Linked DNA regions of Sus scrofa: all the other regions are linked to region 3. The links are chromatin contacts, called in public Hi-C, HiChIP or PLAC-seq and promoter capture Hi-C maps. All regions are on one chromosome and are shown on one strand. The core of a region is the stretch at or near the end of the contact, and the rest is flanking DNA. Distances in the headings are between cores, read along the strand shown.

Evidence for each region. Promoter capture Hi-C pulls out the DNA fragments that hold promoters and counts their contacts. A called contact is a pair of places that touch in the nucleus more often than the background predicts. HiChIP or PLAC-seq counts read pairs in DNA pulled down with a chosen protein or histone mark.
Region 1: a contact with region 3 is called in an H3K27ac HiChIP or PLAC-seq map of alveolar macrophages. The contact joins the promoter of SP2 here to the promoter of ATP5G1 in region 3. A contact is called at or near these places in 2 of 2 datasets of contacts at active chromatin or transcription factors (alveolar macrophages and skeletal muscle).
Region 2: a contact with region 3 is called in a Hi-C map of liver, with 6 times the contacts expected there. The contact joins the promoter of KAT7 here to the promoter of ATP5G1 in region 3. A contact is called at or near these places in 1 of 5 promoter capture datasets (liver) and 1 of 47 Hi-C or Micro-C datasets (liver).
Region 4: a promoter capture Hi-C map of liver shows a contact between it and region 3, with 4 times the contacts expected there. The contact joins the promoter of CDK5RAP3 here to the promoter of ATP5G1 in region 3. A contact is called at or near these places in 1 of 5 promoter capture datasets (liver) and 1 of 2 datasets of contacts at active chromatin or transcription factors (alveolar macrophages).
Region 5: a contact with region 3 is called in an H3K27ac HiChIP or PLAC-seq map of alveolar macrophages. The contact joins the promoter of NFE2L1 here to the promoter of ATP5G1 in region 3. A contact is called at or near these places in 1 of 5 promoter capture datasets (liver) and 1 of 2 datasets of contacts at active chromatin or transcription factors (alveolar macrophages).

What each region holds. Positions count from the first base shown.
Region 1 is chr12:24,152,816-24,155,527 of Sscrofa11.1, reverse strand. SP2 (transcription factor Sp2) reads right to left here and starts at 1,441. Exons shown (of 9, transcript XM_021067084.1): 1 at 1,335-1,441.
Region 2 is chr12:25,969,668-25,972,367 of Sscrofa11.1, reverse strand. It overlaps KAT7 (lysine acetyltransferase 7), which reads right to left and starts at 1,392. Exons shown (of 15, transcript NM_001195359.1): 1 at 1,235-1,392. The coding sequence starts at 1,249.
Region 3 is chr12:25,109,311-25,112,156 of Sscrofa11.1, reverse strand. ATP5G1 (ATP synthase, H+ transporting, mitochondrial Fo complex subunit C1 (subunit 9)) reads right to left here and starts at 1,340. Exons shown (of 5, transcript NM_001025218.2): 1 at 1,254-1,340; 2 at 702-749. The coding sequence starts at 740.
Region 4 is chr12:24,222,927-24,225,637 of Sscrofa11.1, reverse strand. It overlaps CDK5RAP3 (CDK5 regulatory subunit-associated protein 3), which reads right to left and starts at 1,376. Exons shown (of 14, transcript XM_021067091.1): 1 at 1,251-1,376; 2 at 982-1,027. The coding sequence starts at 1,256.
Region 5 is chr12:24,302,055-24,304,754 of Sscrofa11.1, reverse strand. NFE2L1 (nuclear factor erythroid 2-related factor 1) reads right to left here and starts at 1,374. Exons shown (of 6, transcript XM_021067094.1): 1 at 1,245-1,374.

The DNA of each region.
Region 1 (2,712 bases), core at 192-2,691, 960 kb after region 3:
CCAATTCAACACTTAGCCCTCCACTGTGATACTTAATGCCTTCTGGGGTACAGCATACAAGTTTTAGACAGTGCATGCCAATGTACCTTCTATTTCCAAGGAAACCCATGTAATGGGGGCCCGCATGGGCCAATTCATTGCTTAAAGCAGATCTCCTGGCTCCTCCCTCCCTTTCTCTAAGAAAACGATTAAGTGACCAAGAAGTAGCCTCAGAAGAAGAAACAAACTTAGGAGAATGTGCACTGAGAAAAGCCAGACTGAGTCCCTTCGGATCAGGTTAATTAAGAAACAAACACAACAGTATATTGGAATCAAAACCAAAGAATGCACTGAGGACAGGTTTCTCAACTGCCCAGAGGAGAAGACACAGTTCCTTTTCATCTAAAATTAGAAAGCCACCGGGAACATAAGCCAAGAAAGCATGGGTAGGAGGCTGAGAACCATAAGTCAGCAACGGGGATGGAGAGGGGGTGGAGGAAGAAAGTTAAGCATCCATTTTATTGCTTCTGTCATTCCTTCGGTTTGTTCCTGGCCTTTGGGATTCAGCAGTGCTCCCTCCCCCCGCCCCCCCAACGGGATGCCTGGTACAGGCTGGAAGTTCTGTTAACAAGTTCTTAAACGTCCCACAATTTTGCTAAGAGCTGGCAGATATCTAGCTGGAGGCTCAAGGATGCAAGTGAAATATTAAAAGGTTTCTGCCCACCCCGCAGTCTAAGCAGAGAGGTCATCTACCTAGGGAGTGCCCTCATGTCCTGACACCATCTCTCGACTGGGATACATCAGTAACTCGGTTGGCTTCCAAGCCCAGCAGTGCCCATGTGGTTGGCGCCCTCGGAATTTCAAGCATTCCCCCGCCCCTCTCTGCTCTCGGGAGAATCCTGAATCACTGGTGGGCAAATAGAGTGAGAATGCAAAAGGGTCCCCGAACACAGGGCAAGCGCACAGGGCGTCGACCGCCTCCTCGAAGCCGACCCAGGCAACGTCTCCGGGCCTGGCAGCGCTCAAGCGGGTCGGCCAGGCCGAGGGGGGTGCCAGGCCGGCCCCGGGTGCCCGCTCCTCTCGCCAGCCCCCGGAAGCGCCGCCCTCCCGCCCAGCGGGCTCCGAGGGGGCGGGGAGTCGAACACCCCCTTCCGGGTGCCTCCGCCCGGCTGGCCAGCCCCGCTCCTCCTCCGGGCGGGAATCCTCCCTCCCCGCCCCTCCCGGAGCCGGGCCCCGGCGCCAGGCCCGGCCCCAGGGGGGAACCCTCAGCCCCGGCTCCCCCTCCCTGCGGCCTCTGCCCGTCTTCCCGACCCTTGAGAGCCGGAAAGACCCCGCCGGCAGCGGCCAGGACCCACCGCTCATTACGACATCTTCCTCCCTGGCCTCCGCCGCCTCCGCCGCCACCGAGAGCCTGACACCGCCCGCCTAGCACCCACCAATCCCGGAGCCCGCCACCGCCCGAGCGACGGCAGCGTTCACCAATTAGAGTTCGGTACATTGGGGACCGACAGCAGTACTAACCAATCAAAGAGATGTATCTAGAGCGACGTTGGTTTGGCCAATAAACCTGTGAAATGTCACTGATGGACCGTAGAGGGCACCAACCGGAAGCCTACTGTAGAATGAACGACATGTCCGCCAGCCAACTGGCGGGAGGCAAAGTCCCGCCCACGAGGTGGTTGATGGACAGCAACAGGAAGCTGGATAAGGCGGGGCTTAGCTGAGGAGTGGTTTTGTATTGGTAGTGGTTGACCTTCCACCCACCTCTAACCCAGAAGATGACTGACAGATCTGCCCTAAAGCCAATCAGAAGTCCTCAGGGTGAGGCCGAAAAATGCCCTATAAATAGCATCTACTTTGCACCTTAATCGAGTGTTGCCCTGGCCTGGCGAGGGTTCCTGCGCTTCGGCCACTCAACTACTGCCTGGTGAGTGGAAAACCACCAGTCTCATTTAGTCCCTCACCCTTCATCGCTTCTGGAGAGGGGAATGAGCCCCGAGGTGACTTTGTACAGCGAGGCGTTGGAGTCGGACACAATAGCGAGAGTTGGGGCTGTGTGACTCTTCTGAAGTGAGGGGATTATTTTCATCGTCTCAGTTGAAATCCCTCTTAATCCTCACATGGTTATTTATTGCATCGACTCCTTGATTTGGGCACAGAATCACCCGAAGCTCTCCAAAAAGTAGATTCCCGGGGCCGCCTCATGTGTCCGGGGCAAACCTGGAATATGCATTCTAACCAGCGCCTCCGGTGGACAGAATTGGTCCGTGCCCGACTCACCTCCTTAAATGAGGTGCTGTGAGTACAGCACTTGGCAGGAGCTACGTGGGTAGGTTTCTCTTTCCTATGGATGCGAACTTGGGAAGGCATTCATTAGTAAGAAGAAATCCATTCTGGTTTCAGACCAGCCTGTATTTGAAGTTTTACACAGTCCACTTGCAGAGAGGCAGGGTACCGAAACTCCCTGCACCTTATGGAAAAAAGAGGCTAATTGCAACCACACCTTAGAGCAATGGCTTTTTTTCTTTACTTTTCTTCTCGTTTTTTAAAATCATAGCCCCACAGTGAGAAATACATTTGCATTATGACCTATTACACTTATAACTCCTGTGAGAGTATGATAAAAGTTTTCAGACACAATACTTACCCTTTCTACTTGTGATGCACTGATGTTTTCTAGCCTGTCCTCTTATTTTTTTTGTTTGTTTGTTTTTTGTTTTTTAGGGCCACACC
Region 2 (2,700 bases), core at 143-2,642, 860 kb before region 3:
CCAAATATTTCAAGGATAATCTGCCAGGAAATGAGTGGAGGATCCACAGAGAATCACCAAAAATTAAGATGAAAGGGGAGTCTTAAAGGTCATCCAATCCAATTACCCAGCTATTTGAATCCCTAATCATCTCTGCCCATCCCTTCCTGGCATGACCCTGGAGCTCAGCTCTCCTCTACTGCTTTCACCAACTACTTCCCATCTTACTCCAGAGCAGATTAAATTGCTCCACTTCCCTCCCATTAATCTTTATTACTGCCAAGTAGAGAATTTACTAAACCCTTCTACAGTTATTTAAATGTCTGTTTTCCTCTCAGACTCTGATTCCTTAAGCCAGTGATCATGTCTAATTAATTTTCGAGTCCTCGGCAACCAGCACATAGCGAAGAGTCAATAAACGTTTGTTGAACTGAATTAGATTTGTCCTGTAGTCCAGGCTCTGTCATTGCCTAATTGAGTGGCTTGGGGCACTCCCTTAAGCCTCTGCTTAGCTGAGAAAAGGGATGGGGGTGTCCCTAGATGACATCGTCAAGTCCCATTTAATTCTAGGAAGTTTCCGATTTACGAACTTCATTTTCTAGGCGCTGTCCAACTAAGCACATAAGGGAAAACCGCAGCTTAGGTGCAACAGGCCTGGAAGGGATCCCTCGGGAGTGGGCGCTGCTTCTCTACCACCCAGTCCTCTGCTTTGTTGTGTCCTCCGCGGGGAAAGGAAGGATACTCCCCAAACCCCGCCTCTCCTCCTATGAGCATCACCATACGGATGGGAGGGGACTCGTGCCACCCAATCGCGGTCCCGCTAAACCGCGCCCCCACAGGACAGACTGCCAAGCCCCGCCAATCAAGAGAAGAGGGATCGTTCTCTACATCCAGTCGGAGAGCGGTAGAGCCGGGCCTAGACACCGCCCCCACACGCGGGGAGGTGACCGTTGGGCCCAAATGGGCGGTGTCGCCAGCCAATCAACATGCTTCTAGACGTTTCAGCGACCAATTGCCGAGAAGAACGCCTCCGAGCCAGGCAAGCAGAGGGCGGGAATAGGTGCAAGCATAGGCCGAGGCCACAGTCGGGCCCACATTTTTCTGTTGGGTATGGACAGAAGCGAGGGTTGCTGAGCTAGGTTCAGGGAAGCGGGAAGTTGGAACCCAACCACTGTGAGGCGTGGCCAACTGCGTCACTCTTCTCAATCGACTGCCCTTTAGAAACCCGCCATCCCTCCTGTCCCGTTCCTCTCACCTTCCTTCGCGGCATTGCCGGCGGCTGCGGCCCGACGGTTCCGATTCGGGCAGCGGCGGCAGCAGCAGTGGGAACGGTGGCTCCGGCGGGCTCCGTGGCGGCCTCTGTAGCAGTCCCAATCCTGCGGACGATCCCAAGTGCCTCCTGCTTCACAGCGTCTAGACCTTTCTGCGCAGGCGCCGCGGGCTGAGGCGCTTTTTCCTCCACTTCCGGCTGAGGCTTGCGTCACCTGACGTTAGGGCCAGAGAGGATTCTGGGAGGTTTCCCCCTCCGGTGAGGCTAGCGGGAGCCATTTTGGAATTGGGCAGAAAGTGGCAGCGACAGTGGAAACTGGGGCCCGCCATTTTTAGTTAGGGGAATGGCATCCTCTGTAGGCGTGGGTAGCCATTCCTGTTTGGGGCAGAAGCCTGACAGTTGAAGTTAACAGTTCTCATCTTTACAATGGGCAAAATTTCCCTTCCCTTTGGTTTTAATTTCTGAAGTCGAGGAAAGAAAGCCCCAGAATCCATCAGGTTGCTGAGGTTTAACCCCTTAGTCGCCGAATTGGCTAAAGGACGTTTCCCTTTATCACATAAACTCAAAATTGGGAAGGGCTATTTTGCACAAGAAACTATTTTAAGAGCCATTCGGTGTCTCACAGTGCTGGGAATGGGGGCTTGTGAAAGGACAGAAAGAAGGTAGCGTCCTTCATGAAGAAGTTTCTTGTCTGGTAGAGGAGACATTGTCCTTGCCTTTAGCGAACCGCAAGTATGTTGATCCGTTCACTCGCGAAAGGAGACACAACCATTCTCCAGAAACTGTTGCTCCAAAGAATTACCAGTTTAGCTCTGTGGTGAGCACACCCACTTCGTCCCCTCATCCTGTATGGGTTTGAGAGCCTTGGGTGGCCCTCGGGATGAGTGTGTGTGTGTGTGTGTGCGCGCGTGCGCGGTACCAGAGTTGGAAAAGCATTGAACCCCATTAGCCCAAGTGACCTCTCGAAATCCAGACGCTTGAGTCAGGAGTTGGAGGAAGAGGAAGGAATATTTTTAGTAAAGCTGGAGCTCAGAAAGGCATTGATGTTAGCTGCCTAGAAAGGAGAAGTTGGTGGAAGATGTAAGGTTGGCAGAAGAGCGGTAAGAAAAGGCTGAGAAGTGAACAGCAAGCGTTGAGGATTTAACCTCGCTGGGAGAAAAGCCTTGTGTGGAGTAAAGCTTTGCCCAGAGACTGGGAGGAAAAAAAAAAAAAAAAAATCCAAGAGTCATTAAGTTAGGATCCTGGAGCCCGTTTCACCTGAGGCTAGCTAAGATGGAGATTTCCCCCTGGAGCTGAACTAAAGAACAAAGCAGCAGAAGGTAAACATCTGATTGTTGTGCTAAGCAGAGGACTCAGAAGGATTAGAGTTCCAGACCCTTATTTAGCACTCTCCTTGGGTGTATCCTGGGCTGGTAATAACACAGGCAGCTGTTAGTATTTAGGTTTTAATG
Region 3 (2,846 bases), core at 91-2,590:
GGTAAGGAGGTTCACTTCTGTGGGCACAGCACTTAATCAGTATCTCAGAAGGGACCAAAAAAACCCAAAAACAAACACACGCAAAACACCGCACACTAGTATCAAACCAAGTACAGGAAGGGTTTGTACCCAGATCACCAAATGAATCAAAAGAGGAAAATCTTACTTTGCTAAAAATGCAATCACGGTTACACACCCTGAATGGAGTGGGCCAGTGAGCCTGGTAAGGCTCCTGAAACAGTCACCTAAGCAAAGACTCCTGCAACAGTTTTCTTAAAAATTTCAACAAATACAACGTAGCCGTTCTCAAACATGGCTTAACATTCACATCATCTCGGGAGTTCCAAAAAACAGAACAAAACAAATGTATAGATTCCACCCCACGGGGGGTAGTCTGGGCGTTAGACTATTTAAAAGCTACCCCATTCCAATGTACAGCCAAAGCTGAGAATCACTGCTTCAGTGGGCTGTCTAGCTATAAGTCAGACAAGGAGTAAAAAGGTCAGATCCAGATTCTGACCACATTCCAAAGCCAAGACAATTTGGTTTACAGGCCCAAATAATCAAAGGTTAACTGCATCACATCCTACAGCTTCCCTAAAGGGGCAACAACAGCAGGATGCCAAGCTCCTCTCAGTTCATTCATTAAACGCTGATGGCTCTACCTGGCGTTACAGGGCACCCCGGAGCCACAAGCTTACCAGAGCAGGAGAAATGAGTAGCGCCCCGGTGGTTTGCATTTTTTCTGTCTGCAGAGAAAAAAGAAAAAATCCACTGGCACCCTGGTGGTTTGCTTATAGTGGCGACCTTCGGTCGTCCCCTTCACCCCGCCCGTCCTCCCTGGACCACGCTCTTCCTCGAATGGTGCACCAGCTGAGGAGAACATTAGAGGTCAGAAGGACTGGGCGAATTCCCGGTCCACCACTTTCAGCGCGACAGGTCTGCAAAGGAAGGTCATGGAAATCGGAAGTACAGGAAGGAGGCCCGGCCCAGGAGGGAAATGCTATCCCAAGAGGATGGTCTCCGGGGAAGACTGGACGTTAAAGCTGGGCAGATGCCGTTCAGAGTCTGCCTAATTTTACACAGCTGTCCACAGTCCGCTTAAACCAGGGCAGTTACCCATTACGGTTGGTAATTAACATTAATTGTTAAGGCTATAGAGGCTCGTCGCCTTTCCCGGCCCTAGGGGCAAATGCCCCTCCACACAACCCGGCCACAGCCCTGCCAAGTACTGGCTTTCGGCCCCAAGTCACCTGCACTCTCACTGCCCCGCTGCCCCGGCTTGGAACACAGCGCTCGCCCGGCTCAAGGTGACTGACTCACCTCCCGGCTTTAGCTGTAGGACTCAGCACTCAGCGCCCCCACCCACGTGTCCGGGGGTCCCCCTACTCTCATTGGCCGCAATCCTCTCGCACCCTCATTGGCTAACATCTTAGATTCCTCCCTTCTCATTGGTTTCCTGTAGCGCCTTCCTCTCTCTCCACAGGAGCTTCGTGGCAGTTCCCGCCTCCCTGCGGGTAGAGGCGGGGTTTTCCTTCAAGGTCTGGCTTCCGATTGGACGATCTCTGAATTGCGGACCATAGAGTCGAGGGACTCAGGTTCCATTGCCTCCCGCACAAAATGGCGGCCAAGGTGGAAAGCTGCAGAAAAAGGCGTGGGAGAGATGACCGGACGCCTTACGCAGATAGACACATGACCTTGGACCTTAGCCTTCATTCGAGAACGAGGGCCTGGAGGCGCGTTGCATGTTGGGTCTTGTAGTCGCGTCAGAGGTTCCAAGGGCGATTGAGATCCCGCGAGACGTTCCTCCCCAGACTGGGAGAGCCAACGCCTTTGCAGTAATTTTCGCCTAGTGATTTGTGGAAGGCATGTTTCCGCCATGAAACATAAGGGCCAGCTGTCGCCTAGGTTCTTTGCTAACGTTCGAGCTCGCCTTTGTGGGTTTTTGCCAGTGTTGAGCAGTCATGCAGTAGCAACCACTGGGTTGTTGTTCTTAAGTATATTTGTATTGCAAAAGCAATCTGATAGAGATAGGAGGAAAGAGTTGGAACTAAAAAAATGTAAATTGAGGGAAAGAATGTGCAACTAAGCTAGTCAAAGAAACATAACTTTAAATGCAGCATTTCTTACCAAAAGAGTAGAGTTTTTTAAAATTAATGTGAGCCAGGCACTTTTTTGGGGGGAGGCAGGCAGGGGGCTGCAGGCATGCAGAAATTACCAGGCCAGGAATTCAGCCTGAGCCTCAACAGTGACATTGCCACCGCCTAGAACCTTTCTTTTCTTTTCTTTTCCTTTTTTTTTTTTTTTTGGCCACACCTGTTGCATATGGAAGATCTTGGGCAAAGGGTTGAATTGGAACTGCAGCTACAGGCCCACAGCACCCACAAGCAACCCCAGATCTGGGCTGCATCTGCGACCTAGGGTGCAGTTTGTGGCAACCCTGGACCCTCACCAACACTGTGTTGGGGTCTTAATCTGCAGTGCCACAACAGGAACCACCCTAGAACCTTTCTTGAAAGCAATTTGGCAATGTTTGTTGAAAGGCTTTGTTTTTTGTGGTTTTTTTAAAAAAATTAAATTGTATTGAAGTATAGTTGATCTATGATGTTGTATTGATTGTTAAAAGACATCCTCTTTGAGTTCCCGTCGTGGCTCAGCAGTTAACAAACCTGACTAGCATCCATGAGGACATGAGTTCGATCCCTAGCCTCACTTAGCGGGATAAGGATCAGCATTGCCGTGAGCTGTGGTGTAGATTGGCAGATGAGGCTCGGATCCTGAGTTGTTATGGTTGTTGTGTAGACCTCTAGCTTGGAAACCTCCGTACACCACAGGTGCAGCCGTAA
Region 4 (2,711 bases), core at 127-2,626, 890 kb after region 3:
AGCTAAGAGCTAGACTCTGGGGTCAGATGGACTTGGCTGCTATTTAGCAACTTTCTTGGGCAAAGTCCCTCAATCGCTCTGTGCCTCAGTTTCCCTACATGTAAAATGAAGATGCTAGAGACACTGAGTACAAAGGGGAATGAAGGTAAAACACCTAGCACATGGCAAGGGCTCAATGAATGGTGGTGATCTTCATGTTCATAACATCAAGCACACAAAACAGCACCTGGTAGAGCGCAAACCCTCGATACACAGTTGTTGTCTCATCAGTCCCTTTCACAAACAATAACAAGCACATACATCAAGAGCATACATGTGCCGGAGTTTCCGTTGTGGCGCAGCCAAAACAAATCCGACTAGGAACCATGAGGTTGTGGGTTCGATCCCTGACCTCACTCAGTGAGTTAAGGATCCGGTGTTGGCATGAGCTGTGGTGTAGGCTGCAGACGTGGCTCGGATCTGGCGTTGCTGTGGCTGTGGTGTAGGCTGGCAGCTGTAGCTCGGATTGGACCCCTAGCCTGGGAACCTCCACATGCCATTCAAACGGCCCTCAAAAAAAAAAAAAAAAAAAAAAAGGAAAATAGTAAAAATAAAAAAGGAGAGAAAGCTTTTTTTTCTGGCATAATACAAAAAGCATAGATGCTGGTGCCTGACAGACTTAGGTTCTAATTTCAGATCTGACATCTCAGTAGGTGACCATCTTCAAGGTAAGCCCTTCGCCTCTCTGCGCCTGAATGATCTGATTGGCAACACATGTTACAAACGTTAAGGTAGAAGACGCAGATTGAGTACAGACTTTATGAACGGTTCCTTCCTGCTCCTCTTAGCGAGGCAGGTCTGGGCACAGACGCGGGCACAGAGCAGGGCGAGCGGTCAGCGTCTGAACAGGGACCTTGGGATGTCTGGGCTCCAGCTGTTGGTGATGGGGCAAAGGGCCAGGCCTCCCCCTGACAGCCGGTTGAGCGGGGTGACCCCTCCTACCGAGCAGCTTGCTGGTCTGGATGTCGATGGGCACGTGCTGATGGTCCTAGCGGGAAAGATCGCGGGGGAACCGGGCGTGAGCGCTGGAAGGGAACCTGCCGCTTGCTCCATTTCGCCCGCGCAACCGCCACCCTGCGGAGCCACCACGCAGGAGTCGGGGAGGGCTGAGCCCATGAGAGAGCCGGGGAAGCAGATCAGGGAAGGATGGGCTGAACTGAGTCCAGGGGTCCCAAACCAGCCCCCCATTTTTCCAACTCCTGTCTTCAAACCTGCATCTTTCCTCCACTTCCGCTTCCGGCCAGCGACCGGGGCCCGCCCCGCCTACCACCAATCCAGATCTAGCGTGGCCGAGCTTCAGTTTAGGCACAGACAGGGCTGCTCCGGCCACGTCACCGCCTTCCTCTGAGCCAATCGGGGCGCGCACACCACCGGCCTCAAGCCCCACCCACCCCGGGGCTCCGAGTGGCTGAGCCCGGGAGGGGCGGGAGAAGAGGAGACGGCCAATAGGAGACGCGAGGCGGGCTCACGGCCAGGGAAGGGTGGGGGAGTCAGGAAAGGGCTGCAGCGGCGTCGCGATCCCAGTAGGCGGCGCTCTAGAGCGGCTCCAGGCGCTTCCGGCCAACAAGACAAGGAAGCCTCCCGGCAAGGAAGCCTCCCCGCAACATTAACGCGTCTGCGGGCAGGGTCCTAGCGCCGCCCAGGGTGACCCGGAGGCTGTTGCAAATCCCTTGCCGTCTTGCCTTGCTTTACTGTCCATCGATGGTTTGTAGGTCTCTTGTGCCACGTGTCGCACATTGCTTTCTCCTTCAGTTCATCAAATAGACAACTGTTGGGCAGCTGCTGCTTGTGTGGTTAGGGCTGATAACGGGAGGGAGGGAGGAAGTTCAAGGGAGGCTTGTTATCCCAAAGATAACACCTAAATTGAGTGTTAAAAGAAGAGCTGCAGAAAGGGTGATGTGGGAGGGGTGTTCTGGGTGGAGGAGACTATGCAGGCCACAAACCATAAGAGGGGTGCAGGGGACAACAAACAGGCAAGACGGGCAAAATGATTGTCAGCGACCAGAGCAAAATGAAAATGCAGAGCCCCTTGTTTAAAAATATAGACAATTTTCCAGCGTTGTTGTGAGCTGTGGTGTAGGTCGCAGACGTGGACTCAGATCTGGCGTTGCTGTGGCTCTGGCGCAGGCCAGCAGCAACAGCTCCGATTCGACCCCTAGCCTGGGAACCTCCATATACCGCTGGAGCGGCCCCAGAAAAGGCAAAAAGCCAAAAAAAAAAAAAAGAAAAGAAAAGAAAAAGAAAGATATATATATATATAGACAATTTCAAGAGGGCACAGCTTAGGTCTCACACTCGGGAAGGCAGCCCCCCAGGCAGCCCATCCCCTGTGCAGTGAAATGTTTGAGGCATGGGGTGGCTGGAGAAAAAAGCCTGTGAGGGGCATATCAAAAGATCTCAGGAAGCAACTTGTACTTCCCCCCTGCAGAAAGAGAAGAACCACTGGAGGGTTTTAAGGGTTTGAGGCTTGAGGCAGGGAGGAACGTATACAGGTTGGCTGCACAGAAGATGGATTTGTGGGAGATAAGACTGGGAAACTGTCAGGAGGTTATTAGACAGGAGTTCAGGGTTCACCTGGGACAGAGGCACTAGGAGGAAGAGAAGGCTGGATTTGAGATGTTTTGGAGGAAAATGGCAGTTGATTGGCTGTGTGGGTTTGGGGACTGGAACAG
Region 5 (2,700 bases), core at 125-2,624, 810 kb after region 3:
AAGTTCATTTCAGATAAGCAGATAATGCCCAGGGCATCCTAACTATTTTACATGTTGTCCAATTTATCAACCCTCCCCCACCCCAAGTATACACTACCCAGATTCTATTTTTAGGTTGAGAAGTCCATTTCCTATCTTAAAAGAAAGTTTGCTTGCCATCTCTCAGGAGAGAGCCTCCTACAAGTCCTCTCCCTTCAAGTTCTAAAGGGGAGGGAGAGATTATTATTACTGGCTGAGAGTGTACAAGGATGAGAGGACAACACATTACAGAAAAAATGCTTTTTCTGTTTTCCCGATTTTGAAACCTGACTTCCCTTTCCTATCATTCTTACATTAAAGGAAAAAAAAAAAGGTGGGGGGTACTGAAGGGAGGGGGGTGGGGGCTGAGGCAGGATTATTTGGCCCAGAATTTGAATAGGCAGGTTTTATTTTCATTCATGTGACCTTCTGAGCCAAAGCAGAAGGATATGGCCAAGTCCTCAACCCAGATAGCCAAGTGGAGAGAGAGCAAAGCTGCCTTTCAGTTTCTAGTCTCTACTTCGGAGCTTCCATTAACCTCACAAACCAACACATAACTCTCTCTTCTTCACTGTTGTGACCCAATCCTAAAGAGAAAAAGGGATCTATACATACACACAGACACACACACACACACCCTTATCTGGTTAGAGTAAACATAATTACGATCTAGAATTCCTGCTTACACTACCCTCCAGTTCTCACGCGATTTATTACTAAAACCTCCCAAGAGCCAATTAAGTTCGGGCAAATGGACGAGGTCCCTTAAAGATCGAGGAAGGCCAGGTCTGAGCCCGGTCCCACCCTGCCCCGGATACCCGAGTCCGGCTGGGACCAAGTCGCCATGCCGCTCCTGGCGCCTCGGCTTCTAGCCTTCTGGGGCAGCAGCGAACAAGTGCTACTTTCCTGGCCTTGACCCACCCGGATGGCCAAACCCCACCCCGCCCTCCGCCCCTATGGCCCCACCCCGCTCCCAAGCCCGGGCCTAATACCACGCCTTCTCAGGCCCTCAGCCCTCCCCAGTCCAACCCACCCCGAAGCCGGCTTTCTCCACAGCCTCTGGGCCCCTCCCTGCCAGGTCCAAGGCCCAGCCCCGAGCGAACCCCGCTCGCGGCCGCCCGCTCCCGCCTCCTGCCCCTCAGCTCCACCCCGCCGCCCTTCACCCCATAAGCCTTGGCCCCGCGGCACTGCGCCCCTCCCGTGAGGGAAAAAAATGTGCTTGATACCGCTGCTGAGCTCGGCGTCCGCCGCTGCTGTCCCAGCAGGCCCTCAGCCCGAGTCCAGGCCTTGCCGCCGCCACCGCCGGCCGGCCTAGAGCTCGCCAGCCTCCGTTTCCCTCCCCGCCCCCTCCTCCCACCTCACTCGGAAGCCCGCCCCCCGCGCCCTCCCCAGGAACACGTTTCTTCCAATCAACGAGCCGAGATAGTGGCCGTCGCCGGATGTCGCTTTGATTGACAGCAGGGAAAGCCCAATGGCTAAGTGTACCTCCTCCTCCCTTTACCGATTTCCCAAGACTGACAAGCTCCGCAGTCCAATGGGCATGTAGGCCCGCCCCGCGGCGCAGGCCCACCAATAAGTGGGGCTAAGGTCCTATCGCTCGGCGTTCTAGACTCCCTCCGCCGTGCGCCAGCCGCGGGAATTACAGGCTGGGCTCGGAGCAAAGCGAGGAGGCCGACCTCTTCTAGTGCGTTCTTTGAGCTGGAGGATAAAGGCTTCTGGCCGGGTGTGGGAGGTGGTATCGCCGTCGGAGCGCGGAATCCCCCCCATGAGGGTTCCCACGATGACTTGCAAAAGTCCAGTGAGACCTGAGAGGCCGAGGTGGGGGCACAGCGTGTGTATTTGGCGGGTTTGACGACGCTCGTGCCACCATCTTAGCTGCTGGCAGCGGAAACCACTCTCTCAGCTTCCGCTCCGTGGAAGCTTGGCACGGGGTTCCTTGCCAGTCCGGGATCTTTGCACCACATGTCAGACAAGGGTCAAACTGTGGCGGCAGCTCGGCGATGTTGCCACGATGGTGTGTGGCATAATTAGTGATTTTTTTGTCATGATTACAACACCCCAAAGAGCTCCGCCCCTGTATGGTCTCTGCTCAACCTCCCACTTACGTTACTCCTGCTTTTCCATAACTTTCCTCAGTTTCTAGTGTTTTCTAATCTCGCCTAGCCCACGTATTCGTGATTTTCAAATATTAGTTTACCCCCAGCAACACTTGCGGAAGTTGTTAAACTTGCACATTTGGAGGCACCATGCCCGAGGTTCTGATTCACTTACGACCCAATAACCTCGGATGGGTGCGGAGACCACTTTTAACCAGTGGCCGAGTTGGAGTATGTAGTGAGTTGTTCCTAGCTGTGGGACAAAGAGGCATTGACTCAAATTCTTGACTCCTTGGAAGATCCCACTAATCTAGTGGGCGAGTCACTGGTCCTTGTACAATCAAGGACAAGGCTAACTGGTAAGTCATTCGGTGAGAACATTGAGTCCATCACGTGTTTGGAGAGTTAGGCGGCTTAATTCGAGGTGGTTCCCAGATTATAAAGCACTTTCGCCATATGGAAGTACACAGTAGCATCCATTCATTGAATCTTTAAAAAACGTAAACGCTGGCTACCTGTTTCAAAGTCAGATTCAGAGAGCACATTTTATTTCTTCGTCTTACTATTTCTCTCCCAGAAATTGCTA